Regions from separate parts of the Mus musculus genome. Here regions 2, 3, 4, 5, 6 and 7 are each linked to region 1. The links are chromatin contacts, called in public HiCAR-type and promoter capture Hi-C maps. All regions are on one chromosome and are shown on one strand. The core of a region is the stretch at or near the end of the contact, and the rest is flanking DNA. Distances in the headings are between cores, read along the strand shown.

Region 1 (4,077 bases), core at 438-2,937:
GCCACACACTTTATTTGACACATGCACCTACTGTGGAGCAGTGGCTAGCTTGAAAACCAGGCTGGCCTCAAACTCAGAAACTGACTTGCCTCTGCCTCCCGAGAGTAGGGGCCAATGGTTTGAGCCAAGATACCCATCCACCCTACCCATCCACCCAATGCTTCCTTAAATACAAATTACCATCTCAATCCTCAGTTTTCATGCCTTTCCACTGAACACTGAATAAAATCCACCCCCCATTTCCACCTGTCCCTTCCTGTCCCCTAACCAAACTTCAGCCTTACTGCTCATCTAGTCTTTTTTTTTGTTTGCTTGTTTTTTTGAGACAGGGTTTCTCTGTGTAGCCCTGGCTGTCCTGGAACTCACTCTGTAGACCAGGCTGGCCTCAAACTCAGAAATCTTGCCCATGCCTCCCAAGTGCTGGGATTAAAGGCATGAGCTAGCACTGCCTAGCGCCTGTAAACTCTTAAGGACAATGATGACTGACTTCCCCAACAGGATATACCCAGCACACAGCAAAAAACAAAAACAAAAACAAAAAAACAGTTTAGTACATCCAAGGATGCAAGCACAAAAACTGATTGGCCAAACTCTGAGAACCATGATAGAAAAATAAAGCTGGGGCTTGAGAGGTGGCTTTCTCTCGAACCTGGCAGTCTTGCAGAGGGCCTGGGTCAATGCCAGCAGTCACATGGTGGCTCACAACTATCTGTAACTTCAATTGCAAGGCTTCAGATACCCTCTTCTGACCTCTTTGTGCACCAGGAATGCACATGGTGTACATATATAAATGCAGACAAAACACTTTTCCGCATAAAATAAATCCAAAAAGAAAAATAAGGTTATAAACAGTTTGCCACTTAATGGTTAAGCCCTTGCATCCAGGATTTTGGACCAAGAGGGTGGATGAGCCTAATGGGATGAAGATACAAAGATAGAATGGATTCTTTATGGGCAGGAACCGTTGATAGCTCTGAGATGTCAGACTTCTATACACTCGTTTGCGAGATCTCTATTTTACTAAGAATCCTTGCCGGGGACTGAAACTGCCTGTTGCTTACATGCCTAGCAAAAAAAAAAAAAAAAAAAGTACTCAAATCTCAGGGCTTAGTGGTTTAACAGTTACTGTACCAGCCCGGGCTTTGGAGTAAGAATTTTCAATTCAAGTTGAGAACCTACATCCCTTAGGAATTTCACGTTTCTTCCACTATTACATGACATACTCCAAGTGAGGGACTGAACCAGTCCCTCACAGACAGCTCTCGTCCAAGTGTATGTTGACTACAGATTAACTAATAGGCACAATCAGCTTCTCTAGTCTCCAAGTTCTCGTGCTGGTTGAGAGTCCCATAGTTGGTATCTATGCAGAACTGCGGTCCCATCCTTATAGCACCACAAAGGCACCAACCAAAAATGGCGACTTGGAAGCTCTCCGAGGCCGTCGGTTACCGGTCACGCTCGTGAAAGAGATGAGTCGTAAAGAAACATCTAGGACAGGGATTCACGCCGTGGTAGGGGACGCAGAGTAGACCCACGCCACCAGCAAGCCACACAGAGCAGAAAGCCCGACCTGCCAAGCCAGGCGCTGGGCTCACAGTCCTACCACGTGTTGTAGTACCATCTGCGCCTGCGCTAGTGAGGCGCGCGCCCGGCGGCCGGAAGAGCCGCGCGTTTCCGGGTTGGAGGCGGGGAGCGGTGCCGGAAGTGCTTGGGGAGGGCCGCGCAGTCGGACCGGCTGCTGAGACGAAAGCTTCACTGGGGCAGTCTCCGCATATCATGGGGAGATAGACGCTGCTGCCTGTGAGTCTTGGGCCCTGGCAGTTGAGGACGAAGAGCGGGAGGAGGGTGTCAGGACCCAGACCCACAGCGGGTCAGTGCTGGAAGAACTAGGCTGTGGAAGAGACGGGGCTGAGGAGCCCAGGCTCTTGGGACGGGACTTGAGGGGTTCGGGCTCGCAGAAGCAGCGGCTGTTGGGGACTCGAGCTCTGAATGAGAGACTTAGGAAACGGGGACGGATGTGGATTCTGCAGCATCTGAGGGAAAGCCTTCTGAGAGGGACAGGATGGTGAGGATCCCGCACTTTATAGGAGGCGAGGGTAGGAACGAAACGGGGCGTGAAGACACAGGCTCCAGAGAGGTAAAAGTGGAGCCCGAGAGGACTCGGGCTCCTAAGAGACAGAAGCGGGACAGTAAAGTCCCAGCTCCTAAGGATTCAGAAACCGGGCAGCAAAGACTTGAGGACTGGAGCTAGAGAAGGAGGCAGAGAAGACTTGAATTTGAAAGGGAATCGAAGCGGGCAGTGAGGACTGGGTCTTCTTTGGGGACAAGATCCGGGCTTTCAGACTCAAGAGTTTCTGGAGGGACAGAGATGTAAGGACCCGAGCTCCTAAAAGTGAAGGAACTAGGGGGTCCTTAACGGCTGGGAGATCAGCCTTCAAGGGAGAAAAGTTGAAAAGGTTTAGCGATCTGTTCTCTGTACCCGGAGGATTAGGATATATATATTCGGGGGAAGACTTCTTGGCGCTGCCTATTTGGCTTTTGGCATTTAGGCTTTTTCTTGTGTCCGTTACTTAACCTAGAAAAGCCACATGAAACGTCTTCGTTTTTCTTCATTATTGTGAATCAGATGTGAAGCTGAAAGCAGTTTGAACTCAGTTATATACTTGATAAGTACCTTAAGCCCTGTTCCATTCAGCCCCCGTTGAGCACAGATCTCTATATCACTAGCAAACTGTCATAGATGGAAGGGCAGCAAAAGAACACTTTGAATTCTTTTACATTTAAGAAAAAGAGGATGCAAAGAGGGATTAGGATCACTGTGAGCCAGATTCTTAGGTTATACAGTACTCTACCATGTACATCGAAGAAGAGATGCTTGCTTGAAATTATTTGAATAAATGCTTTTAGAATCTCTACCCTCAAACTCAGAAGGGATTTTTTTCTAACGGATTTTAATATTTTAGTACCTATTATGTATGGCATTGGCATAAATGTTACAAGGGAGGAAACAAACTTTTAAGTGAAAAGTCTTTTATTTATTTTATTTATTTATAAATTTTATTTTTCAATAAGATGTTGAGAAATTCACAAGTAAATGTGGCCTAGAACATTTTCTAGGGATTGCTTTTAGAAGAGTGACTTGGACCCTGTCATTTCCCTTCATAAAGACCCAGGACTGAAACCTACTCAGATGAATCGTGCACAACTTAAGCACTTTGGGCTTTTTGTTCTGTTTTCTTTTGGTTTGTTTGTTTGTTTGTTTGTTTGTTTTCAAGACAGGGTTTTCTGTGTAGCCCTGGCTGTCCTGGAACTCACTGTGTAGACCAGGCTGGCTTCAAAGTCAAGTCCACCTGCCTCTGCCTCGGAGCGTTCGGTTTAAAGGTGTGCACCTCCACCATGAACAACTTAAACACTTTTAAGTATTCCACCCCTTCCTTATCACAGCCCCACAGTTAAGTATGGTTAGTCCTGTTGTCTGTCCAGAGAGGTTAAGGGGTTTGTCATAAAGTACTGAGTAGCTTATCTGCAAATGTGCCTCCAAAGCTTTCTTGAGCTTTTCTAAGTGGATTTCCTGCCATGTGTAGTATGCATGTGAATGAAATATAAGTAATATTTATAAATCCTTCCACTGAATGAAAGCACACCCCTCCTCCCCAAACTACTTAGCTCCCCCTAGCCTGGAAATTGCTGTGTAGACCAGGCTGGCCTCAAACTCAGAGATGCACCTGCCTCTGACTTCAGAGCGCTGGTGATTCAAGGCTACATCACCAAAACCAGCTTCTTAACTCCTTTTCAAGTCAAGGACTGTAACTTTTAAGATACTTCCATAGTATTTGACATCTGAATTCCTGTGTTTTCACAGAAGCATAAATATTCCAGGTAGAATCTTTCCCATAATAGAGTAGGTTATTTTTATTTATTTATTTTTTAATTAGGGCGACATCAGATTAACTTTGCAGTTAATTGCTAGCATATACTCGATGTTGTGAATGCTCGGGCTATAATTCCATTACATTGGAGGTGGAGGCTGGACGATCAGGAGTTCAATGTCAACATAAAACTTTATCTCAAGGAGAA
Region 2 (4,077 bases), core at 834-3,333, 2.8 Mb before region 1:
GCTCTGGCTTTCCCCAAATAAAGCCTCATGTGGTTTGCATCAAGCTTGGTCTCTCATGAGATCTTGGGGGTCCGCTATTATCCCGAGGCCTGAGCGAGGGGCTCCTCTTGGGGTCTTTCACCCCCACCTCCAAGTGCTGGTATTTATGGTGCACAAGCTGCAGTTCTCAATAGCATGGTCAGAGTGGGTAAGAAACTGAGGTCAGAGAACTGCAGGCAGAGAAGACATGTTCAAGGGCTCAGGGTCAGGAAAGCACCAGAAAGTTTCTGGGAAATCTAAGTAGCCTTTGTATGTGGGGCAGTGTGAGCAAGGAGGGTGGAGGTGCAAGGTCAGACCAACCAGGTAGGAACAGAAAGGAGAACCCTGGGAGGAGGCACGGCCATCTGACTGGCATGGTTTTATGTGTGCGATTATAAATTAACAGTTCAGGGCTTGGATGTAATTTACTGATAGCATGTTTGCCTAGCACCTGCAATATCTTGGATTAAATTGTCTAGTTAAAAAAAAAAAAATACATGCCGGGCAGTGGTGGCGCATGCCTTTAACCCCAGCACTTGGGAGGTAGAGGCAGGCAGTAGTTCCAAGTGACCTTTAATGTGGGGAATGAAATTGCAAAGGTAGATTCTGTTGGGGATTAAAGAACTCAACTTGTTTCTTAGCCCATCTTGTTCAGTAGCACAAATCATTTATCACAGCATTTTTTAGCTTTAAACCTTGTGCATTCGTTGCAGGCAAAGCATGGACCTTAGAAGGGAGAAAGACCACTGGAAATTACTCATTCCATTTTTTCTCCCTTAACAGCCTTATGGTGGTCTACTTTATTTTTTTATTTATTTATTTATTTATTTATTTATTTTTATTACATATTTTCCTCAATTACATTTCCAACGCTATCCCAAAAGTCCCCCATACCCTCCCCCCCACTTCCTTACCCACTCATTCCCATTTTTTTTTTGGCCCTGGCATTCCCCTGTACTGGGGCATATACAGTTTGCGTGTCCAATGGGCCTCTCTTTCCAGTGATGGCAGACTAGGCCATCTTTTGATACATATGCAGCTAGAGTCAAGAGCTCCGGGGTACTGGTTAGTTCATAATGTTGTTCCACCTATAGGGTTGCAGATCCCTTTAGCTCCTTGGGTACTTTCTCTAGCTCCTCCATTGGGAGCCCTGTGATCCATCCAATAGTTGTTAGTTTTTTAGACAGGAGAAATACCAGCAACAATCTTTTTGAAAGTTAGATGGGAGGCCTTGGGGAACACTGGGAGAATTAGTATATAGCTTGTTCCTCAGGCAGGTAAGAGGCTATGGGATCAGGTAGCAGTGATGACCTTGATTACAGTGTAGCCTTCGAGGAGGGGAGTCAACCTCCTGCTGGAGGTGAAGGAGGGGTTTGTGTAGATTGAGGAAGTAGTAGGTAGGGCCACAGGATCTATGTAAATCCCCCTTCCACCACACAATAGACCTCAATTCCCCCCTATCAGTGGGATTTTTCCAGAACACTTTCAGCTAGCGTTTTCTTAAATCGGGCTTAAGAAATAATGTGAATATGTATCTGCCTCTCCAAATGATCCTGGGTGTCATCCCGAGGAGAGCTCTGGATTCTCCCCATAGCCTTACTCTGGCTCTGAGGTCCGCAATCGGAGCTTGCTGAATTAGCCTGCAGCAGAACACCAAGGAGCTGCTACGCGGCTGGCTTCACAAAGGGGGGCGGAACTTAACTCCAGGTTCTAAGAACACAACGTCCCAACCCGGCCTCTCCTTTCCTCGCCTCGCCTTCTAATTGGCGGTCTAACGAGCCTGCCGAAATTGGCCCGGAGAGGCCACTGTAGTCAGGGACTACCGGGAAAGCTAGCGGCTGGTTGGTGGGACCCGAGGACAATCTTACACACCATTGGATCGAGAGTTCAGAGGCGGGACAAATCGCATTTGGGACATGGATTGGACAAAGGCCAGACACATTGATGTAGGGGGGCGGGGACTGGGCGGAGAGTTGTCCTTGTGTTAAGATTGGGGCACGCTCATGGGGGCGGAGCCTGAGGGGGCGGTGCCGTGTCGGAAGTCAAAGGTCGGTAAATAGTGGTGATGTCATGCTGGCAAGATGGCGGAAGGGTGAGCTTGGCGTTCCGCTTTCTGGCGTTGGGGGCTTGGGCTTTTCGAGGGATGGGGTACTGGGCCAGGGGTCCCTGTTGGGGACAGGCTGCCGGTGCGGGTGCGGACTGAGCTGGAAGGGCAGAGCGGAGGCGTGGTGCGAGGGCATGGGGAAGCGGCCGGAAAAGCCTCATCTCCGGCCGGAGGCTGGGCTGGAGTCGCCCGGCAGGGCCGTCAGATGTGTCTGTCTTCCACAGGGAGGACGTGGGGTGGTGGCGGAGCTGGCTGCAGCAGAGCTACCAGGCAGTCAAAGAGAAGGTAAGCCGGGCCAGCACCCTTCCCTCGGCAGGGCACCGCGGCCGTCTCCTTGCAACCAACCCCAGCTAGCCCCTGCTTGGGTTTTTTTGAGCTTCTGTGAGGCCATTTACGAGAAAAGGGTAGAACACCACCACTAACAACATCTTACTCTTAAACAGCAATATTTATTAGAATATGTGACAGTCACTACTCACAGACAGGTTGGGAGGATATAGACCTTAGCCAGACAGATAGTCTTGGGCCTCACAAAGCTCAGTCTGGTGTGGAGGCAGTCAAGCAAAATAGTTGCTTAGTTACTGTTGTGAATACCGGGAAAGGGCAGTCCCTAATTGTCCAGACTAGGGAGTCATGAGCATGCCAAGGAAGGTGTAGCCAAGAATCCGGGTAGAGATGAGGATTGCCATATGCGCTGGTACCTGATGGTGCCTATGTGACTGGTTTACAAAGGGATGAGGGGGGGCCAGAGAGTGGAGACCTGGGGAAGTGGCTGTGATTGTGACTAATGCTTGTCCTTGTCCTAGGCAATGCCAGTTGGTGTTCCTGTTTTATCCCACATTCCTTTATTTACAGGCAGCCCAACTAAGTCGTGGGGTAACTAATTACTGTTTACCTCAAGCAAGTGAAGGGAGTCGTGCTTCAGGGCAGACTCCGAGAGGCTTCTGATCTCAAGTCAGCCCAGTACTTTAGGAACGGTTTTTGTTTGTTTGGTTTTTGGTTTTTTGGTTTTTGTTTTTATTTTCTCCTTGCTCCGGGTTCTCCTGGGAAGCCTCCGCTCAAGCTACAGCTCAGCACATCTGAGAATTCCCTGTGCTGGAAGTTTTATTGATGATGGAGAGGCAGGACTTTACGCTAAGGATTAATATGAGACCTCAAGCATGCAAAGAAAGTGTGCTATCCGGCAGGTGTCCTGTCCTGTGAGGACTCCCCGTGTGTTTCGAGGCTTTCAGGAAGAGACTTAATCTCTCCCTTTAGTTCCTTACATTTCTGGGAACTTGGACAAGTTATTTTGTTGTTATTGGTGGTGGTCGTGGTTTGTTTTATTTTGAGACAGGGTCTCATGGTGTATGTCGCCCTTGGCTGCCCTGGGACCATTATGTAGACCAGGCTGGCCTCAGCCTCACAGAGATCCGCCTCCTTCTGCTTCCTGAGTGTTGAGATTAAAGGCGTGTAGCTTATGACTTGGGCAAGTTTGTTTATCTGGTTTCTTCTTCTTCTTCTTCTTCTTCTTCTTCTTACCTTCCTCACTGTGAAATGGCAGTACCTCTCTAATGCGATGTCACGAGGATCACATGATAATATGCAGAACACTCAGACAATATGTGGTCTCTCTGGGTGCTACATAGGCATTCGCTCTTTATTAAGTGACTCAGTAAAACTCAGTCACCGTTTTTCGACTTTTCCCTTGCTCCTCTGCTGCCGTCTTTGCTGCTGGCCATCTCCGCTCCCTTTGGGTCGGTGTCTTCCTGCTCTCTTAGCAAACGTCCTCTCATTTTGAGAGGGGCGTGTAACCTGACTTCCTCTGCTTGCTTCCTTCCCACTCCTGCCTTGAGTCTACTGAGTCCCCATCCAGTGCATCCAAGTTCATGTACAGATCCAACGCGTCCAAGTTCATGTACAGACAGACACAGCACTAGAGAAAGCTCTGCTGCATTGTGTGCTCCCCCGACACG
Region 3 (4,077 bases), core at 500-2,999, 2.7 Mb before region 1:
TTTATTTAGGCTCTGTGACAGTCTACAGAAACCTTGATGGGATTCAATGCATTTTTTATTAAGACATTTGGGGCCCGAGTTTCCTCTCCTCCTCCCCTCCATCCTGTGCTCTCTAAATTCAGCTTTTGGAAACCTAAGTGTGCCCACCTTCCCCAGCAGGTAGCCAGAGCCTCCGGGGTCCCTCTTCCTTCCTTCTTTCTCCCCAGATACTGCAAGAGACACCCAAGTCTGCTGTCAGCAGAGGGTGAAGCGTCTGGCACTGATGTTCATGCGCGTGAGTCCCAGATGCCGCAGCGGTGGGGCCAGAGGCAAGCCAGTCCCAGACTCTAACTCCATCTCCAGCTCAGCCTCATCCAGAAGCTCCTGGTGCAGGTGACAGACTTGGTCCACTTTCAGTCTGTGCAGCCGGGCCCGCAGCCTGAGCAGCTGCCCTGCCAGCTGCCGGTCCTGAGCCCGCATCTCCTGCTGTGACCAAAAGGGGGCGTAAATTTGCTAGATTAGCCTCCGGGCTCACCAGCCCAGCCGCCGGTCCATTTCTGGGAATACTCTTTGCATAGTCCAGCTCGCAATCCCCTTCTCACCTAACTTCATCCGCCTCGGTCTCGCAGATCTTTTTCCGGATGGGTGATTCTCAAGCCAAGCCAAGGAACCGTTAGTATGCAAATATAGACGTCTGGTACGCCATCACAAATTAACTGTGATGACCCGTTGAGCTGAACTGGACATCCTTATGTTTGCACATGGTGGGCTGACAGCTAATATTCAACTCTGCCCTCCTCAGATTATAACTGACAGCAGGGTCGGTTTCTGCTTTTTACTTGACTGTCTCTTCTCTTTAGGGCAGTGGTTCTCAGCCTTCCTAATGCTGGGACCCGTTAATACAGCTCATTTCCTCATGCTGTGATGACTCCCAAGCATAAAATTATTTTCATTGCTACTTTGTAACCGTAATCTTGCCACTGCTACGACTTTTAAATAATTTTAAATATAAATATCTGATATACTGGATATCTGATATGCAACCTGTCTAAAAGTGCTTTTGGATGCCCAAAGGGGTCGAGACCCACAGATTGAGAACCTGTGCTCTACGGTCTACTTCTCCAGATTTGGCTCTGCAAATAAGATAGCGAGCAACTGAATTCCTGGTTCCGTTGTCCTAGGGCACAGCACTGAGGAACTACTGTGGACATTGGTTTGTTCTCATCTCCTTCCAACCTCACAGATTTGGGCCTTTAGAGGGACTGGCTCAAAGACCCCATGCAAGTCCATCTAACCCACCAGACTCACCAGCTCCCGTCTGAGCCACTCAAGCGCAGAATCCATGGAGTCAAAGCCACAGATGGCCCCGGGTCCGACTGGCTCAGGTCTAGCTTGGGCTCTGTACCAAGCCCGGCTCTGGACTCTGGCAGTCCACTCGAGGTATGAGGGCCGTCGGGTCTGCAGTTGAAGCTTGGCAGTCAGGGCCTTCAGAGAATCTAAGCTCTCTTCCTCATCCTCCTCACCCTTCTCTCCCACTGCCTGGAATTTCAGCGGCCCTAGGGACATGGTAGGTCTGTGGTGACCAACGGGACAGTAAGGGAAAGGCTGGCTATTTGGCCGTGTGAGAAGTGAAAGAAGATGAGGTTGAAAAGAATGTGCCAAGAGTGTGTGCTGAATTGAGAAGGTGGGTGAGGGACGCTAAGTGTGCCAGGCTGAGTGAGCAGATGGGTATGTGAGGCTAAGTGTGCAAGAGATGGAATTTTCCTGGTTTGCTAACTAGGGGCCACGTGATGCCCATCCGGGTGGGGGCAGGAGGAGCCCTTCAGATGAATTTTATTGTCTTTGCCCAGATTCAGGTTCCTGGTTCCCAGAAAGGAAGTTGCAGCAGGATAAGAAAAGCATCGTCCACAGCCGGCTTGGCCCTCCTCCCAAGACCCAAGTCAGAGGAGTCAAGGGGAAGAGACAGCTGACTGGCTGGTGCTCTTTCCTCTTTACAGAGCTAGCCCTTCTGCAAGGCAATAGGGTCCAGCTGCCTAGCCTGGGAGTCAGGAGCCCTGGGCCCTGGTGCTACTTTGAGGGGACTTTAGGTAGCTCAGTCACTTCTTGAGCCTCTGTTGTGACAGGTCGGTGACACCAAGTCTTACTCCAACGGCCCTTAGGTTCTGTTGGCAATCACTGAAAAAGCTCTGACTGAAGGAGTTCATCTCATCTCTAATGATGGCCGGCCTAGAACAATGTGCAGGCTTACTATGTAGACCTATGTAGACCAGGATAAGCTTCAACAGAAATTTGCCTCTGCCTCTTTCTCTTCCTCTCTCCTCTTTTCTTTTCTGTTTTCTTTTTTTGAGAGAAGGTTTCTCTTTGTAGCTTTGGCTGGCTTGGAACTTGCTCTGTGGGCCAAGCTGGCTTCAAACTCACAGAGATCCGCCTGCCTCTGCTTCCTGAGTGCTGAGATTAAAGGTGTGTGCCACCACCACCCAGATGTTTCTCAGGTGTCTCTAAACCTCTGTATTGCTCTCAGCAACAAGAGCAGGGCTGGGATTCCGCTCAGTAGTAAAACCTTTCCTAGTGTGCTCAAGGGTTAGGGTTTGCACCAGCAATTAGGGAGAGAGTGGAGGGGTAGGGAAAGAGAGAGAGAGAGAGAGAGAGAGGGAGAGAGAGAGAGAGGAAGAAGGAGAAGAGCGGGGGGGGGGGATAGGGGACTTTCAGGATAGCATTTGAAATGTAAATGAAGAAAATATCTAATAAAAAATTGAAAGCCAGGCGTGGTGGCACACGCCTTTAGTCCCAGCACTAAAGGAGGCTGAGGCAGGTGGATTTCTGAGTTCAAGGCCAGCCTGGTCTACAAAGTGAGTTCCAGGACAGCCAGGGCTATGCAGAGAAATCCTGTCTTAAAAAAAAAAAAAGAAAAGAAAGAAGGAGAAGAGGAGGAAGAGGAGAAGGGGGAGGAGGGAGAGGAGGGAGAGGGGGAGGGGGAGGGGGAGGAGGAGAGAAGGAGAAGAGAAATAGAGCCAGCAGAGGAGCAGTGGCAGCCCAAGTGGAGTTTGCATTCTCTCCAGTGCTCCTTGACTCACAGGGGAGACAAAAAGCAACCAACCCAAAACCTAACGGGACCCAAGTGTGGTGACACAGCTGAAGTTTCTTCCAGGCAAACTTAAAGTCAGCCTGGAATACAGGAGACCATGACTCAAAAACAAAACAAACCAAGGAAGAGGAGGAGGGGGAGAAAGAGGAAAGGGAAGAAGAGAAGGAAGGGGAGGAAGCAGAGGAGGAGACAAAAACAGAAACGTACACATCTAAATATGTAGTTTGGTAAATTCTCCTGAATAGCCAATGAAACAGCACTAAGGTCAAATAGTGCTTCTCCATAAGGGGGTGCGGCCTGGATTGCCTCCTCTGCGGGATAGCAGTCTTTTGTTTCCAAGTGTGTGTGTGTGTGTGTATGTGTGTGTGTGTGTGTGTGTGTGTGTGTGTGTGTGTGTGTGTGTGTGTGTGTGTGCACGCGCGCTTGAGATCACAATTCTTTTCTCTTTTTAGGCAGAGTCTCACCCTGAGCTGACCCGGAACTTATCCTGTAGCACAAACTGGCTTCAACTTCACCCACCCCGCCTAGCACCACTTTCTACTTCCTGTCTTCCTCCCACCTACGGCAATGCAGGGGCAAACCCAGGGCAGAGCATGCTCAGAAGGGTCTTACTGACTGGCTCCCCCAGCCCTACTCTCTGTTCTGGCAGCATAAGCGAACTTTGCCGTTTTGTATATTTTCCAGTGTTCCTCCATCTCTGGCATGTGTTCAGAGTCACCTGGAAAGCCTGCTAAAACAGATGGCTTCCCCTGCCACCAGTTTCAGATTCGGTATGAGTCTATGAGGCGGACACTAATCTGCATGTCTGTCAAATCCCCATCTTGGGGGCTGGTGAGATGGCTCATCAGGTAAGAGCACCCGACTGCTCTTCTGAAGGTCCTGAGTTCAAATCCCGACAACCACATGGTGGCTCACAACCATCTGTAACGAGATCTGACTCCCTCTTCTGGTGTGTCTGAAGACAGCTACAGTGTACTTACATATAATAAAAAATAAATAAATCTTAAAAAAAA
Region 4 (4,077 bases), core at 1,173-3,672, 2.6 Mb before region 1:
GAGGCCCACGAGATTGGCATGGAGATGGCAAACCCCACCAGTGGATGGCTTTGCTTGGTTTCTATTATTTTGGTTGCCAATTATTCAGCTGGTCAGATGAGAGTGGGGGACTAACCAGGTAGGAGTCAATTTTTCAGATCAAGAAGGCCCTTTCTTGATGATTCTGAAGAGGTCTGTGGCTTACCTGGTTCATGTTGATATTTGATATCTCAACCTTGGTGTAGCCTAATTCTATTGCTATAGAAACAGGGAAACTAAGACCCAGGAGTGGAGAATAAACATGTCCAAAGTCAAGCAGCAGCTAAAAGTGGTGCTGGCAAGCACTCGGGCCTCCTGTTCTCCATATCCTCAGTGAGATGCTAGCTACACTCTGCCTCCACTTCCCAAGGCCAGGAGGCTTTGCACAAGTGAGTGATCTAACAGCTCAATGCTAGGACCCCATCTTTGAGTAAACCCGGGCGGGGGGGAGGGGAGATAACACACATACTGTCTTGAAAAGCAGATTCTTTTGAGTTCTGACAGAGCAGGTTAGCCCATGAGATGACAGGTGTTAACTCCCTCCCCTCACCAATAGCTCCCCCCTCACCTAGACCCTTGGCTTTCTTCTTCTCCTGTGGCCTCCGATGGTCTCGGTCTCCAACTTCATCACTCGCTCGGATCTCCTCTGTTCCAGGCTCTCCCTTAGAGGTCTCCTTCTCGCCGTTGACGACTGGAATGCCTGGTTCAGGCTCCCCATTCCTGGCTGCATAGGTTCGGGACTTCTCCGTGTCTTCCGGCTCAGTGGGCTCACCCTGTGCTCCCTCCTCAGCCGGGCCTCCCTGATTGTTGTCCACACAGTATGTACTCAGGATGTCTTCCAACTGCCGGCTCAGCTCCTCAGAGACGTCACAGAGGGCCCCAGGCTGAGCTGCTTTAGCTCGAGCCCCTACAGCAGGAAAGATGAAGACACGGGATTAAAGTTCAGTGGTCATACCACTCGCTTGGATCTTCTTTAAGCCCAGATAAACACACTGGTGTGGGTTAAATGTTGTTTTATTTATTTATTCGGTTGAGTTAGGCTCTCTCTACAGGGCCCTGGCTGTCTTGGAACTTAGTATGCAGGCTGATCACAAACTCCGAGATCTGTCTGCCTCTGCCTCCTGAGTTCTGTGGACAATGGTGAGGGACACTAGGCCTGGCCTCAATTTAAGTTTTTTTAAACCCTAAGTTTGTTTAGTTATAAAACAAGTATTTCTAACACCCAAACATACTTGTTATAAAAGCCAACTGTGTAAAGCACCCCTGTGTGAGGAGCAGTTGGCATGTGGCAGACGCTGCACCTCATGAAGGACAATTACCCACCACTGGCAAGTGTTCTCTGGGAATATGACTTTGCTTACGGGGTGCTTCATTTGACTGTCTTCGTTTAAACCAGTCAGAGCATGCTCCCAAGGTTGCGCCCCACGGCTAAGAGTGGGAAGGTTCACCACCTCCCCAGGAAACAAAAGGATCACACAGAATGAGCATCGTTCATTCTATAGTTCCTTCTTCTTGGGTAAACACTGGCCTCAGAAGACAGACCAGTACCAGAAACTCCTCCCTCTGCCCACTGGAAAAGCAGAGCTGGCACACACCCTCGGTCTTCCCAGGAGCCTGGCTTGTGGAACCTTCGGCTTCCGCCCCAGGAGCTGTCTGTCTGGGTCGTCCATGGGCTCCCTCCGGTCCTGCTTCCCGTTGCCCCGGGCTGCCCTTCGAGTTGGAGTGTTTGGCAGGCCCATTCTTTTTGTCTTGGTTCTTCATTGTGATCTGCAAGGCCAGAAATGGGGCAGATCCTTTAAGGACCCAGTTGCTTTTTTTTTTCTAGACTTCAAAATTCTTCTTCACAACTAGATAAGAAATCCCCAAATCTGACGCTCGAAGCTTCAAACAGACCGGTCGGTCTTCGCCCGGGATTTCACGGTCCCATGGAAGGTTTCCGAGAAGCTGCCCCTGAGTGAGTGAGGGAAGGAAGAGGCCTCCTTTCTCCCGAATGCCACTTCTCGGCACCACACGGCTCCCTCTCGGCAGCCGGAGCGCGGGATTGGCTCAGAGCCGCAGACTGACGTGGCGGGATGCTCCAGTCCCGATCGGCTCCCCGCCCCACCAGGTCCCACGTGGGACCCCCGCGCGCGCGCGCGCACAGAAGCCACCCACACCCCACGCGCCCTCTAGACCTAGAGTACGCACGCGCAACACTGGGGCAGGCCGCCCTCCCCCCGACCCCCCGAATTAGTTGTTCCTCTACGGCCAACGCGTCCTGGGCCACAGACCCTCTGAAGAGCTCGTCCCACGTACAGCCCATAGACATACTTCACCACGGACGTCCGGCGGCGTCCTCCTCTCCGGCCGAGCACCGGAAACCTAGGTAACTGCTGCCAACAGGACCGCCCTCTCCTGCCGCAGCCAATCAACAGCAAACGCGGGCGCGGAGCTTGCTGGGAAAAAAGAAGTCAAGGCGGCTTTGGAGGCGGGAGTGGGAAAAACTACGAGCCCCTTCATGCCTCGCGGCGCCGCACAACTCCCGAGATGCAACCGAAAAGCATAGGAGCCAAATACCCTGAGGGTCCGAAATTATGTCATTGGTCGAGAGATTTTTGTCAGCCTCTTTTCTGGTACTGAAGCTATGATTGGCCTTAAACTTTGGCATTCTGGTCTTTTTTTTTTCTTTTTTTTTCATACACTCATTAGTCCTTTATAAACATGTATGACTTTCTATGATCTCTGAGAACTCGGAAGAGGGATAGAAAGGTAAACTAATTTGTTATGTGCCTGGCATTTTTTTCCCCTCTATTACAATAGAAGGTTTATAATAATTCAAACGTTTTTTCCTCGTATCCAGTAGCTTGATTCTCATAATTACTCGGATTAAGTACAAAATACTCAGTGATCTGTGAAATATACGATAGTACAGAAAAGCCTAGTTAAAATAAAACAAACTACTATTTGTTTGTTAGAGACAACATCTCGTTATATGTGGCTTTGGCAGGCCTGGAACTCCCTATGTAGATTAAATTGGCTTTGAACTCAAGAGTTTTGTCTGTCTTTGCCTCCCCATGGCTTGGACTAATGGCAAAGGCCACCAGGTAAAGGGTAAATAGTTTAAGGCTCCATCAATATTGTGTGGTTATAGCAGATTCAAAGCTGGAAGCCTGACACCAGCACCCATCCTTTAAAAATATTTCTTTGCCCCCTGAGTCAGGGTTTCTTTGTGTAGCCTAGTGTGTCCTAGAACGTAATCTTTGACTATGCTGGCTTCTAACTCAGAGCTGCCTACCAAAACCGGTTGGAACCATTCTCCGACACCACAGCTGTTCTCTGAGGCAATTTATGCCCCGCCTTCTAACCCCACCAGCTTGGCAATTACTCCCTCAGAAAGGGATTGAAGCCAGGGAGTTTGGCTTTAGGCAGGTTGGTAAACTCCCACCCTACCACCCCTGCCCCACTTTCTGCAAAGTATCAAGTGTTACTGCTTTAAAATGTTAGATTTTTCTCGTCTTTGTTCTTCATTATGATTTGCAGTGCCAGTGTAGGCTCAGAACATTAAAAAAAACCCCACAATTGTGATTTCAATTCTTTTGTTGTGTGGAGTTTGTTTTGTTTGATAAGGTCTTGCTTTATAGAGCTGGCTGGCGTGTAACTCTCTATGTAGATCAGGCTGTCCTAGAAACTCACGTGTTGAAATTACTGTTGGCTAAATGCTGCAGCCTCAAGAGGCTAGAGTCAGGCTGTGGGGTAGAGCATGTTGCAAATTGTGCTAATTGGACTTTGTTTTAGGGTTCTTAAATGATGTCTATTTTTCTGTAATAGGTCTGCCAAACAGACTCAGAGTAGAGTTCTGTCTGTTCACATGTAACTTTGAGAGACAATAAACTCAGTGACAGAGTACTTACCCGGAGTGATCAAAGCTGAAAAGAGAAAGCGTTGGCACTTGACCAGTTTACTGAGGGAACCGAATCTCAGAAAGGTTTGCGTTAAAGGTACCTGGAAACCACTGCCCTGATTGCTTCTCAGTAAACACTTGGAAATCTCTGAAGAGGTAGCATCTACATCAGGTCTTTA
Region 5 (4,077 bases), core at 612-3,111, 2.6 Mb before region 1:
TCATTTTTTGGTTTTTTTGAGACAGGGTTTCTCTGTGTAGCCCTGGCTCTCCTGGAACTCACTCTGTAGTCTTGGCTGGCCTTGAACTCAGAGATCTGCTTGCCTCTGGATGCCAAGTGCTGAGGCTAAAGATGTGAGCCACCACTGCCCAGTCAATGTCTTTTCCTTTGTGCTCTTTGCTTACCAAGGTTCTTTCTGAATTCAGAGCTCACTATTTCACTAACTGATTGGCCTCAGGGTTCCAGCTTTGCCTCCCCGGTACTGGGACTGATTACAGGTGGGTTATTGCACCTGCCAGGCTTCTACCTTTTTTTCCCACAATTCACTCTCTGAGATTATCTTTTGTTTTGTTTTGTTTTGTTTTGTTTTGTTTTAAGATAGGGATTCTCTGTGTAACCCTGGCTGTCCTGGAACTCACTCTGTAGACCAGGCTGGCCTCGAACTCAGAAATCTGCCTGCCTCTGCCTCCTGAGTGCTGGGATTAAAGAAGTGCGCCACCACGCCAGGCGTGAATTCACATTTTAAGCGACTAAGTAGCACAGAATAGCCTCAAACTCACAACCCACCTGCCTCAGTCTCCCAAATGCTAGGATGACAGGATGACAGGCATGTGCTACCAGACTGTTATTTTTACTGCCAGTTCCCTTAATCCGGTTCACTGGACCAGTTTGGTAAGATTTTCAGAGCCTGAGTCCTGAGCTGCTCAGCGCTGGTATTTGCTGGATTTTATCTGGATCTGAGTCTCCAGACGCTACAATCTGGTCAGGTTTGAGACAAGTTTTCCCTCCAGGGCCCTGAGATCTAACTCAATGACCCACGGCCTGGCCTTAACGTCAGAATGGCCTTAGAAAGAGCGCTGTGGTTGGGAATCTCAAACTTAAGATTTTACAAAACTATATTCCCTAAGCTTAGTAGTCTAGCCTAAGATCCTAGGCAGCATCCTGCACTTAGCTCCCAAACCCTTAATCGAAGTTATAACTTCCTCAACTTCCTCACAGCAACACAGTAGCCTCCATTCATACACACGGTGCCCAAGCTTTCCTATCTCTGAAGGTTTTCTGACAGCTCTTCACAATATGCATGTCCAGAAAGCTGACTTCAAGCCCCAAACCGGAAGCTTTGTTCACACGCTGTTATATTTGGTTTGGTTTAGAACCCCCCCCCCCAACACACACCCTCAGCCCAGGAACTCTGCCCACACCCACTATCTTTTAGAAGCTCGGCACCCACATAAAGCCCCTAGCCCAGAAACCCCGCCCACACACAACTGTCAACCCCAAGACCCCGCCCACAAGCCGGGCAATGCTCTCTAGGACTGGAAGCTTGAATCGGAATGGACTCCCTTGGTGGGCTAGGTGTCCCTGCGGCCCCACCGCTCTCAGTGTAAACCCCTATAGTCCAGAAAATTCTCTCCCCCACCGGCAATCACAAAAGGCGAACCCTAAGCTCTCAGCCCCTCCCACCAGAGTGCCCGGCCCCCATCTGCAGACAGGAGAATTGTGTGCCCCAAAGAAAGCCTGAGCCCCTCCGAGCCCCTCTCCCTTTTGGAAGCTCCGCCTACCAAGCGGTGACCCGCCCCCTCAGGACCGGAGGGGCGGGGTCCCGCCTGCGCCGCGTCCCTTCCCCTCCCCCTCCCCCTGCCCGCGACTCCGGTCCGCGTGGGGAGGCAGTTCGCAGCCAGGCTCCCCGCTATCCCGCGACCCCCGAACGAGCCCAGCCAGCTCTGCTCACCCATCTCCTTCCCCCGGCGCTCTCCGCTCACCGCCGCAGCTCCTGCGGGCAATATGTCGGAGGCGACGGCGGCCGAGAGAGGACTAACCGCCGCAGCCCGGGCCGGGTATCAGCCGCACGCTCCCTCCGGCTGCTCAATTTGCATGCTAGGCGGGCTGGGAGTCGGGAGCGCGCTTCTTAAAGGGGCCGTTTGGACAAAAGCTGTGCTAACGCTCTTTGTCTTGCCTTTCCCCACGCCTTTCCCGCAGCTGCTGCTCAAGAGATTCTGGAGCGGGCGAACCCACCTCCCGTGTTTCTTCACCCTGTTCTGACTTAGAGGAGGACACCAGAGCGGCCTTTTGCCTCTAGTGAAGTCCTGTTTTTGTACAACACAGTCACCTCATACTCAGCGAGTCCCAAACTGGGCTTTCAGAACTCTTAGGCTTTAGTGTGCTTTGGCCCACCCCAGTCAAAATCTACGAGTCACTTCCCCTTTCCTCCAAAACTCTATATCCAATTTTTGGCCTCATCTTGATGACCCTAAACTCTATCCATTTCTCATGTTTGATTCTCATGTTCTCCACTGTTGATTTCACTGCCACCACCTTAGCTAAGAACCTGTGCCTGCCATTTTCAAATTTCGAAATAGTGTTAATGGGTATTAATAATAACCGCCTATTAGGGTTCTTAACATTTTAGAATTTGGTGTGCCGGAGAGAGGGAGGGATGCGCAGAGCAGTGGACTTGGGAAGACAACTGGTAGTAGTACTGGTTCTTCTACCATGTAGCCTAACACGTAGGCTATCGGGCTTGGCTACAAGAACCTTTACTTGCTGAGATATCTCGCCAGCCCTTTGATTTTGGTTTTTAAGACAGAGCCTCTGGTAGCCTGGGCTGTCCTTGAATTTGCTATGGATTAGAGGATGTCCTTGAATTTCTGATCCTGCTTCATAGTGTCGGAATTATTACTCTCACTATGACAGATTTATTCAGGGATGGAAATCAAACCTAATGCAAGCACAAATTATCTTGTAGGCATGGAAGATTAAATGAGACAATCCATGTAGTACCTGTTTTAATCAGTGTTAGCCATCATGTTTGGCAAACACTTAACAGAGGAAGCAAGTAGCTACTGTTATTGTTAGTGTAATTTCTTCCCTTGCAAGACTAATAAGCAGTCTATGGGGGTGAGGGTAGGAGATTAAAATTAGGGCCTCATACAGGCTAGGCAAGTGTTCTATCATTCAGTTATATTCTCAGCCTCATAAGCAATCTTTATATTATTGTTAAGTTTTTTTTTAATTTTATGTGAGTACACTGTAGCTGTAAAGATGGTTGTGAGCCTTCAAGTGGTTGTTGGGAATTGAATTTTTAGGACCTGTGCTCGCACCAGTCAACCCCCCTCACTGGGGCCCAAAGATTTATTATTATATATAAGTACACTGTAGCTGACTTCAGACACACCAGGAGAGGGCGTCAGATCTCATTACAGGTGGTTGTGAGCCACATGTGGTTGCTAGGATTTGAACTCAAGACCTTCAGAAGAGCAGTAAGTGCTCTTACCCACTGAGCCATCAAGCCAGCCCTGCTGTTGTTTTGTTTGACAAGTTTTCACTGTGTAGCCCTGGCTGTCCTGAAACTCACTTTGTAAACTAGGCTGGCCTCGAAAGGAGAGACCCACCAGCCTCTAACTCCCAAGTGCTAGGATTAAATGCGAGCACCACGACCATGACACCGGCTCCTCACAAGCAATTTTAATTGTCTGGTGACTTCACAGGTTATCATAATGCTTGACACATATTAATCAAACAAATTAGAAGATATTTATAGATTTTACAGATTTTAAATTATAAGGGCAGACAGACATGAAAATTAGTAAATTCTGTAGTATATTAGCCCCTAGTAGTATATTAGAAGAGAAAGCAGGATGAAAGGAAAAACGGGAGTGTCCAGATGCAGGTTTAAATAGGATGGGGAAAGAAAGCAGGCTTCCTTGAAATGAGTCAGAGGAAGTATCTGGGGGAGAGGGAAGATTCTAGACAGAGGAATAATGCAAGGACATTCAGCCTGATATGTTTAAGAAGTAAAAAGGAGGGTAAGTAATGTGGGGATGACAACTGCATCCATCAGCCTGGCCAATAGGCAAGCATGCAGGCATTTTCTTAATGACTGATGTGGGAGGGCTCAGCCCACTGTGGGTAGTGCCACCTCTCCGCATGGCCTCTGCTTCAGTTTCTGACTCCAGATTCCTGCTGACTTCTCTTCATGAGAAACCATAACTTTACAATGAAAGAAATCGCTTTACCATGCTACTCTTGGTCCTGGTGGTTTTTGTTTGTTTGTTTCAAGACAGGGTTTCTCTGTGTA
Region 6 (4,077 bases), core at 507-3,006, 2.5 Mb before region 1:
GGGTGTCTTGGTCAAGTGTTCCAGGTTCAGAGTAGGGTTTCTGAATCCGCTCAACCTTCCCAGTTTTTGTCTGGTGACAAGGTTCCATCAGCCCCTCAACAGTCCAACTATTCAACCAGTAGGACAGACTGTGGGTATTAGATGCTTAATAAAAATTAGATATCAGCCGGGCAGTGGTGGCGCACGCCTTTAATCCCAGCACTCGGGAGGCAGAGGCAGGCGAATTTCTGAGTTCGAGGCCAGCCTGGTCTACAAAGTGAGTTCCAAGACAGCCAGGGCTATACAGAAACCCTGTATCGAAAAACCAAAATCAAAAAAAAAAAAAAATTCGATATCATAAAAAATACTAAAACCATGTCTAACAACAGGCGGCGGTTTGAATAAGGAAAAATATCTAAGTCGCTCAAGTCCGGAGAAGAGAGCTCCATAGTCTACAATCAGAGAACAAAGACTACCATTCTTAAACTATCTCTACTCCAGCAAAAACTAAAACAAAAAGACCAATTTCTCGTTCATCTCACGCAAAAGAACCTGCCTGCCGCCCCTTACCTCCCTCTATCATTTCTTTCTACGGTCTCCTGGGCTATCACAACCCCCCCCCCACACACACACACACTTTTGCATAACTTCAGAAACACATTTCAAAATAAAACAGAGAAACCATCCGGGTCTGCAGCAATTCTTACTCGACAGGCCGAAATGGAAAGCTTGGCTTGAGAAAACCTCAAGCTCACGGATTCTCTCGTCGCCCCGACCTCTAATGAACTTAAACCCGAGTTCCCGCTAAATCCCGCCCCGCTCCGTAGATGCGCTGTGCGGGACCGGCATTCCGGCTATCTCTACCTTACACCCCAGGTCTCCATCACCCGCGATTCCCCCCCCCAAATGTTTCCTCTTTGGGAAAGCGGGGAGAAATAGGTTCATTTCTGTTAAGAGCCGGCCCTTGGCGCGCGGGGCAACTACTACGGGAGGAGAAGGGGGCGGGAGCACGGTACTATCCATCAAGCTCTCCGCGCTCTGAGATCGCGAGTCCTCTTCGGGCCTCGTCCGTGGCTCAGAAATCTTCCCTTACACCCTGAGCCCGGGTGGGACTGTGGGTGCAGAATCTCGAAGGCCAGGTCGAGATGACAACTCTCGATGCCCGGGCTCCGAGGGGGTGGGAGCAAGAACAAAGCGGCGGCCACCCACAGTCAGGACCGGGAGACCCAGAGGACCCGCCAAGAACCGCTTACCTACGGACAGCAGCTGCATGGCGTGAGTGAAGGACGGGTCGAGCGAGTCCTTCTCGGCCATGAGTTCAGGCAGGTACTTATTCTCCGGCTCCATCTTGACCGCGGCTGTGGCTGACGGGGGCAGCAGCGGGGTCGGCGCGGAACCCACCACCGTCGCGTCGGGACCAGGGGTGGAGGGAGGCAGCAGCGGCGGCGGCTGGGTGGCGGGCGAGGCCCGAGCGCCTCCTCTGGGCCCACCTCCCCCTCCCCGGGGCCGGTGAGGAAGCGGCGACGGCCGAGACGGGGTCAGACGCACCGAGGGGTGGGCACCTGACGGGTCCTTGGAGCAGCTGCGGCCCGAGGACCGGGTGAGGCGCGAGGCAGGATCGTCCCGGCGCTGCATCGGGGATGATGGGTGGCGAGCGAACGAGCGAGGAAGCGACGCGGCGGCAGCTGAGGCCCGAGCGGCGGTTGGCGGGGGTGGAAGAACAGGAGCGACAGCGACCGAAGCCGACCCGAGCGACCCAGCGAGAGAGCACCGGAAATGAGGCGGCGCGCGTGCGCAGGCGCCTACCGGCACCGCCCTTGAGTTTCTCCGCGGAGAACAAAGTCCCCAGTTGGACCACGGCGCCTGCGCCGACTGAAGACGTCGCCTCCCCGCTTGGGCTCCGAGCTTAGGGCGCCTGCGCGGGCGCCCGCCGCCTTCCTTCATTTCTTTTTCTTTTCCACGTGACCCGGCGCTAGCGGTACACGTGTCTCCCCTCCCCCTCCCCCGGGCGGAGTGCGCGGAGGGGGCGGGCGCCGTGGAATGTCTTTGTCTGCGCTCGGGCCCGCGGAGTGTGCGGCAGGAGACCTGTTATTCGTGCGCCACGCCTCCTTCAACGGCCGAGCCTGGGGAGGTCCCCGAGGGAGCGGTGCCCCGGAGTGGAATCGGGGGCCGCCCCTCCAACCGGGAAATGAAAAGAACGCTTCTGGAGAGAGGGGGACGCGAGGGTTAGAGCCAAGTGAAGCCGGAAGAGAGGGAAAGACTGCGCGAGCGAACGGGATGGGAAGATGGGGATGCGGGCGGGCGTGGTGGGAGGGAGGAGGCTGACCCAGAGATAAGTGATGAGTGTGCGAAAGGGAAGCCAGGAATGGGGAATGCTGTGTGTTGCAGAACTGAAACTCAGAAGGAGTCGAAGGGGTCAGTCAGAGACGCAAAGACCGGAAGAAAAGGGCTCCCTCCATACCCAAGTAGGGCATCCAGGAAGTCAGTCGGCAAGATTTCCATTAGAGCAGGTTCAAAACTAGTGAGAGAATTATTAAAAGATGCATTTGGGGTCGGGTCAACTGGTAATGCTGCTTATCACCTGTTTTTGGAGTCCCCGGCTTGTTGGCTTGTTCCCCACCCACTCATCCCCGGTAAATTCCAAATTTTCTCTCTCTCTCTCCTTCCAACCCCGCCTACTCAGAAAGCCTCAGAACACAAAAAGGCGCCAAAAAATCCAGTCCTGAATTCCTGACTGTACTAATCCTCATCTTTAGTCACCAGCCACCCAAGCCCCACCCTAGATGACCATACCTGGGCACAAGCCCAGCTTGTGGTAGACTTGTCATTTTCTTCGCCTACAATCTATCAAAAAAGTACCAGCCATACTCTGCCCCCGACCTCTGAGGCTGGTGGACTCACCCGGGAACCCATTTCCAAATAGATATGCCTTTTTAAAAAAAATTATTCTTGAATTAGCTTATTTCGTTGGGGGTGGAGGGGACTATTATCAACCTGAGTTCTAGCCCCAGGCCCAAAATAGGAGAGAACCAGCTCTCCCAAGTTTTCTGACCTCTACTTGCACATAGAGGCCTTCATGTCCAGCCATACTAAGGGGATGAGGTGGTTATGCATCCTAGCGCTGAGGAGGAAAAGCCACAGAATTACCTCATGTTTGAGACAAGTCTGGCCTACATACACAGCACAGCTACAGGCCACCTAGGACAGGCCACCCTGTCCCCCAAAAACAAACTAAGAAGCATCTTATATTAGGTCTCTGACAAACTGCAGTCCTAGCACCTGTTAGACTGAATTGTTTTGTTGCCACCTTCTGTTTATTCTGTAAAACGGTGACTCCAGGGCCAGTCCTTAGCCCATGTTGGCTGCCTAGTTCTCAGAGCTCCTAGTACTCCTGCTCTGAATGCTGGTCCTTCACAAGGGATCCCCCTGCACTCTTTCAAAAAGACAAATACTTTCATTTTTCCTTAACACGTGTTTTCACTGCAGAGTCAGTGACTCACTCTCTAACCCAGAGTGGCTTTGAACTCAAAACAACTCAGTCTTAATCTTCAGAATACTGGAATAACAAGACATAAATCACCATGAGACAGATAGTACTGCTGTAAGGACCAGGGCACAGTCTCTAAGATCTCTTCATCCTAGGGTACTGTATGCAGATGGAACCCAAATTAAATCCCATTAAAAGTCTGAGGCTGGGCTGGTGAGATGGCTCAGTGGGTAAGAGCACCCGACTGCTCTTCCGAAGATCCAGAGTTCAAATCCCAGCAACCACATAGTGGTTCACAACCATCTGTAACAAGATCTGACACTCCCTCTTCTGGAGTGTCTGAAGACAGCTACAGTGTACTTACATATAATAAATAAAAAATAAAAAAGAGAAGTTTTTAAAAAAAAAAAAAAAAGTCTGAGGCTGAGATGTCAAGATGTCTGAGCTGGTTAAATCATCTTCAGGCCTGAAGATCTGAGTCGATCTCCAAGACTACACAGTGGGAGGAAAAAACTGACTCTCAAAAGTTGTCCTCAGATCTACACATGTGCCATGAAACAAAATGTACACATACACACACAAAAATAAAGATCTAAACATAACTTAAAATT
Region 7 (4,077 bases), core at 699-3,198, 2.5 Mb after region 1:
ATAGGCCAGGTTTCTGAGGAGCTCATTGTGAGCACAGAGCTTTGGGAGGAGCAGGGAGAGAGGAGAGCGCTGCATCCCTCCAGGGTACAGACAGGCTGAGGCCCCCATCTCAGAACTGGCCAACCTGATAAGAATCAGGTTGAATCCAGAGGACATGGACATAACTATATGGCGGTGCACACCTTTAATCCCAGCACTGGGGGATCAGAGGCTCAAAGCACACCTGGTCTACACAGCAAGTCCTAGGCCAGCCTAGACAACAAGAGACCTCATCACCAACCTGTAAAATAGACTAGCAACATCTTAACTGACACCTATCCCTGACCAGCCTCATTTAAACTCACTATCTGACACCTCATGACTGTGAACTTCTGATTTGTAGGCTTCCAACTCCCTAGTTCTGGGAGTACAGACACGAACCGCTACACCTGATTTGTTTAGTGCCGATACTGGAACCAAGAACTTAAAGTACCACGGGCTTCCTGCAAGCTAAGGCAAGCATCCTACCAAACACAACACACACATCCCCAGCCCCGCAGGAATTTTATCCCTATTTTCCAGGATAGGAAACAGAATCACTAAGAACAAGTGATCGGCCTTAAGGCTGGAGCTGGAAGGGAAACTTCTCACCATCCAAAATGTACCCTGATGCCCTAGATTCATCCCCTGCTTCCTGGCTCCCTCCCCTTCAGACCTCTTCCCCACCCACCCTTCTCTCTCTTGTCCCAGTAGAAAAACCACAGGGTTCGTCCACTGGAAGAGAAGGTCACACTCAGAAGCCCTGGTCACATCCCACGAATTTTTGAAGGGCTATTTTGGTAGTTAAGTGTGGAAGTCAGTACATGCCCTGCCCAAGGGGCCTCTGACCCCACCCCCGCCAGTAGGCACCAGCACGCGTTCCCGATGCCAGTCAGGGCTAGGAGGAGCCCACAACTGGAACACCACAGTGGGAATGAGGAGGGGCAGGGCGGGCTCCCGAGGCCCAGACACGCTGGCGCTCCAGGGACTAGGAAACTCGGGCTCCCCTGGTGGAGCCCGGCAAGGGAAGGTGCTGACGAGAAGCTGGGGGCGGGGAGGGGGTACTGTTAGTGGGAGAGGTGGGGGGCCCCAGGTAGGTGGCAGGTGAGGGTGTGCCGCGAGCCCGGGTACTTTGGCTTCACATCAGAAAGGGAAGGCCTGGGTGATCATCCCACGCGAATGAAAAGGGAGGAGGGACCTAAGCTAGGTTTCTCAGGCCTCGGGGGAGGGTGCCAGGTGACGGCTCTCCGAAAGTAACCCGAGAGGTGGCTGGGGGAGGCTCCTCTCCACCCTTCCAGACTCCCGGGAGAAATGGCAGCGAGTCTGAGTCTGCCTTTTGCCTAGGTGCCCAGGGACTCGGACCAGCCCCCAAGGAAAAGTACGGAGGAAAACAGGGTTTGTAAATAGCCTGGGCTCCAGCCTCGCCACCTGGACGCGTCCAGAGGGGAGGAAGCGGGACCCTGAATGGCACCCGGGCTGGGATCGCCCCTCGAGGCAGGGACCTGCGAAACTCCAGCGTCCAGAGGGGACCCTGTAGGTTGTGCTGGAGTGGGTAGAGAGGCTCTAGACGTCCCCTTCGCGCCACACCTGGGGACCCCGAGTTAAGCCTGATCCCTGTCGACCTGCCCCAGACGTGCAGCCGGACATGACCCCCGGCCCCGCCGCGCGGGGCGGGACGAAGCCACCCAGTCCACCTTGGCCCGGAGCTCGGCGGAGGCCCGACCCGGGGCGCATACACTCACTGCGGTGCCGGCCGCCCGCCCAGCTCTGCTTGGCCAGACTGGGGCTCCGGATTAGCGCGCGCCCCGCCGACTTGAGCGCGTCCATGGCCCGCTCCGGTTGTCGCCGCCGCCACTGACGCCGCTACCGCCGCCAAAACTCCTCCAGGAAAACTTTCCGCCGGGCCAGGCGGCGCGCGCCCGCTGCGCTCCTCCCCCGCCCTCCCCGCGACGTCTAGGGGCGGGGCCGGAGGGGCTACGCCCACCGCCACGCCCCTAGAGCGCAACCCCGCCCTTCCCGGACCTGGACCGGCTCCGAGGCTGCACGCGCGGTGTTCCTAAACTCAGAACCCACCAAGGCTCCCAGCCCAGCGCCTTTCCCCGTTCTCTAGCTACGGGATCCCATGGCCTTCTAGATAGCTCAGCTAAAAGGCACCTGGATACCGTTTCACCGATGGGAAGAGTGAAAGGTAGAACGATAAGGGTCTTGTTCAAAAATAAGAGAAAGAAAAAAACGATAGATGGGAAGGAGAGGGTCGAGTGGATAAAGGCACTTGCCGCCAAGCTTGACAATGATCCCGGAGACAACACGGTAGAAGAAGAGAATCAACTCCTGCAAATTGTCCTCTGACCTCCTGGCGCTAACAGTGGCACCTCCCCCATTGCTTACATACACAAAATAAATGTAAATAATTAAATAAATATGAGTGAGGGGCGCACCAAAGCAATGGGAGTCTTTGAACGAGGGAATGAAGGCCGCGAATTTTGCTGGGAAGGATCGGGAGTGTATTGGTAGATGCCCTTAGCAGCTTTCTTAGCTGTCCTCTGCCCCCACAGTCTCAGGGACATTGCAACCTTAGACGCAGACTCAGGCATGCTGTGTGACCCAGGCTGTCCTTCCCTGCTCTGAGTCATGATATCTGTCAAATGAAGCGTGATCCTATCTGTAGTGCACCCACCGGCCTGTCTGGGCAGGCCCTCGGTGTGTAGCCTTGCTCTAGCCTGTTTCCAAGGCAGCACCTGCTCCAGCCCCAGGAAGCTGGTAATTTAACTCTAGAGCCAGGAGCGATGGCTCAGACCGGTAATCATAGCGCTCATGGAGCTGAAGCAGGAGGATTCCTGCAAGTTCCAAGGCATCCTGGGGTATAGAGTGAAACTTTGTCTCAGAAAACCCAAATAACAAAGAATTCTAACTATTAAAAAAAAACCAAGAAAACAAAACAAAAAACCAAAAAACCCGCTAACCCTTGGTTCAGACTGTGCCCAAAGGAGTCTGGCGTTCACTACCTGGCTTCCAGAAGCTGGGCTTCAGCAGCGCAGCTGTGACCTCTGGCTAGTTTCAGAAGCCAGCAGATCTCTTCTGGCTGGGAGACACACATGCTGTGTGCTCTAGCTGCCCAAGGAGGCCTGGCTCACATTCCACTCTTTCTAAACCTCCTGTCTGTTCCAAGTGCTCCGCCTGAGTGGACAGTACAGCCAGCCATAGCCTCCTTTACAGCAGGAGACACGACATACCTGTGGTTCCCCAAGAGTCAGAGAGTGATGCCTCAGTGGGAATCCTAGTGGGGGGCATGGTCTGGCCATTATAAGTTTCAGCTGTAAAGGAGGCAAGAAGACCTTTCCCATGGAGCTGTCCTGTGTGACTGGAGTTAGAGGCGATAACTCCTGCCCCTGCCCTCAAAAATCCACCCACCTTCTCCAGGAAGCTCTCCTGGACCACTGTCTCTGGGTTAGATTTCTCCCCATGGGCTCCCATTGCTTTAAACTTGGAACATTATAATGCTGTCCCCCGTGATTCCCCCATGCATCAGAGACCATGACCTCAAGGACACAACGGTATGAGGGGAGTTGGAGGGCTGTCAGCAGGCAGGGAGGGCTGCTCTTTCCTTCTCCTGACCTCTCCAGGTTTCTACCATACCAGGTTGGTGAGTCATCTATCCCCTCAGAAGGCTCAGAAGTGAGTAGAGAGGTGACAGCTGACCCCCAGCTTTCTTGTCCGGGGTCAGCTAGATCCTAGACCAGCAGACACATATATATATGTATATATACATATATATATATGTATGTATTTTTTTTTTTTTTTGAGCCTGGAGGGAAAACAATCACCAGGGCCACGAGCCCAGGAGCAGCTCAGTGGTGGTGTCTGGCTGGCCGGGGGAGACATATGGACCCGGTAATCAGACCTGCCTGGGAACTGTGTGTGGGCAGCAAAGGCTGTTTAGCAGCTTTGTGTGTCCTTCCGGAGGTGACTTGCTGGGAGTTGTCAGGCATGTGTCACCTATGGAGGGGCAGACTGCTGGGGGCCCTTCTGCTGCGCCCAGAAAGAGAAGTAGAGACAGAC

What was found. Promoter capture Hi-C pulls out the DNA fragments that hold promoters and counts their contacts. HiCAR-type assays count read pairs that join an accessible place to other places.
Region 2: a promoter capture Hi-C map of pre-B cells shows a contact between it and region 1, with 4 times the contacts expected there. The contact joins the promoter of Bsdc1 here to the promoter of Taf12 in region 1. A contact is called at or near these places in 2 of 39 promoter capture datasets (liver and pre-B cells).
Region 3: a promoter capture Hi-C map of liver shows a contact between it and region 1, with 5 times the contacts expected there. The contact joins the promoter of Fam167b here to the promoter of Taf12 in region 1. A contact is called at or near these places in 3 of 39 promoter capture datasets (liver and neutrophils).
Region 4: a promoter capture Hi-C map of liver shows a contact between it and region 1, with 4 times the contacts expected there. The contact joins the promoter of Txlna here to the promoter of Taf12 in region 1. A contact is called at or near these places in 3 of 39 promoter capture datasets (liver and pre-B cells) and 1 of 115 datasets of contacts at active chromatin or transcription factors (astrocytes).
Region 5: a contact with region 1 is called in a promoter capture Hi-C map of pre-B cells, with 2.7 times the contacts expected there. The contact joins the promoter of Tmem39b here to the promoter of Taf12 in region 1. A contact is called at or near these places in 6 of 39 promoter capture datasets (the 3T3-L1 cell line, the C10 cell line, cranial neural crest and 2 more).
Region 6: a contact with region 1 is called in a HiCAR-type map of astrocytes, with 6 times the contacts expected there. The contact joins the promoter of Khdrbs1 here to the promoter of Taf12 in region 1. A contact is called at or near these places in 2 of 115 datasets of contacts at active chromatin or transcription factors (astrocytes and large pre-B cells).
Region 7: a contact with region 1 is called in a promoter capture Hi-C map of pre-B cells, with 2.2 times the contacts expected there. The contact joins the promoter of Ldlrap1 here to the promoter of Taf12 in region 1. A contact is called at or near these places in 2 of 39 promoter capture datasets (liver and pre-B cells).

What each region holds. Positions count from the first base shown.
Region 1 is chr4:132,272,688-132,276,764 of GRCm38.p6, forward strand. It overlaps Taf12 (TATA-box binding protein associated factor 12), which reads left to right and starts at 1,688. Exons shown (of 6, transcript NM_025579.3): 1 at 1,688-1,800.
Region 2 is chr4:129,459,596-129,463,672 of GRCm38.p6, forward strand. It overlaps Bsdc1 (BSD domain containing 1), which reads left to right and starts at 2,084. Exons shown (of 11, transcript NM_133889.2): 1 at 2,084-2,110; 2 at 2,347-2,407. The coding sequence starts at 2,100.
Region 3 is chr4:129,576,831-129,580,907 of GRCm38.p6, forward strand. It overlaps Fam167b (family with sequence similarity 167, member B), which reads right to left and starts at 1,750. Exons shown (of 2, transcript NM_182783.2): 1 at 1,288-1,750; 2 at 1-465. The coding sequence starts at 1,545. The coding sequence ends at 235.
Region 4 is chr4:129,638,643-129,642,719 of GRCm38.p6, forward strand. Txlna (taxilin alpha) reads right to left here and starts at 2,423. Exons shown (of 11, transcript NM_001199695.1): 1 at 2,329-2,423; 2 at 1,614-1,785; 3 at 587-925. The coding sequence starts at 1,779.
Region 5 is chr4:129,694,984-129,699,060 of GRCm38.p6, forward strand. Tmem39b (transmembrane protein 39b) reads right to left here and starts at 1,862. Exons shown (of 9, transcript NM_199305.2): 1 at 1,732-1,862. The coding sequence starts at 1,735.
Region 6 is chr4:129,740,547-129,744,623 of GRCm38.p6, forward strand. Khdrbs1 (KH domain containing, RNA binding, signal transduction associated 1) reads right to left here and starts at 1,757. Exons shown (of 9, transcript NM_011317.4): 1 at 1,233-1,757. The coding sequence starts at 1,614.
Region 7 is chr4:134,766,056-134,770,132 of GRCm38.p6, forward strand. It overlaps Ldlrap1 (low density lipoprotein receptor adaptor protein 1), which reads right to left and starts at 1,949. Exons shown (of 9, transcript NM_145554.2): 1 at 1,761-1,949. The coding sequence starts at 1,845.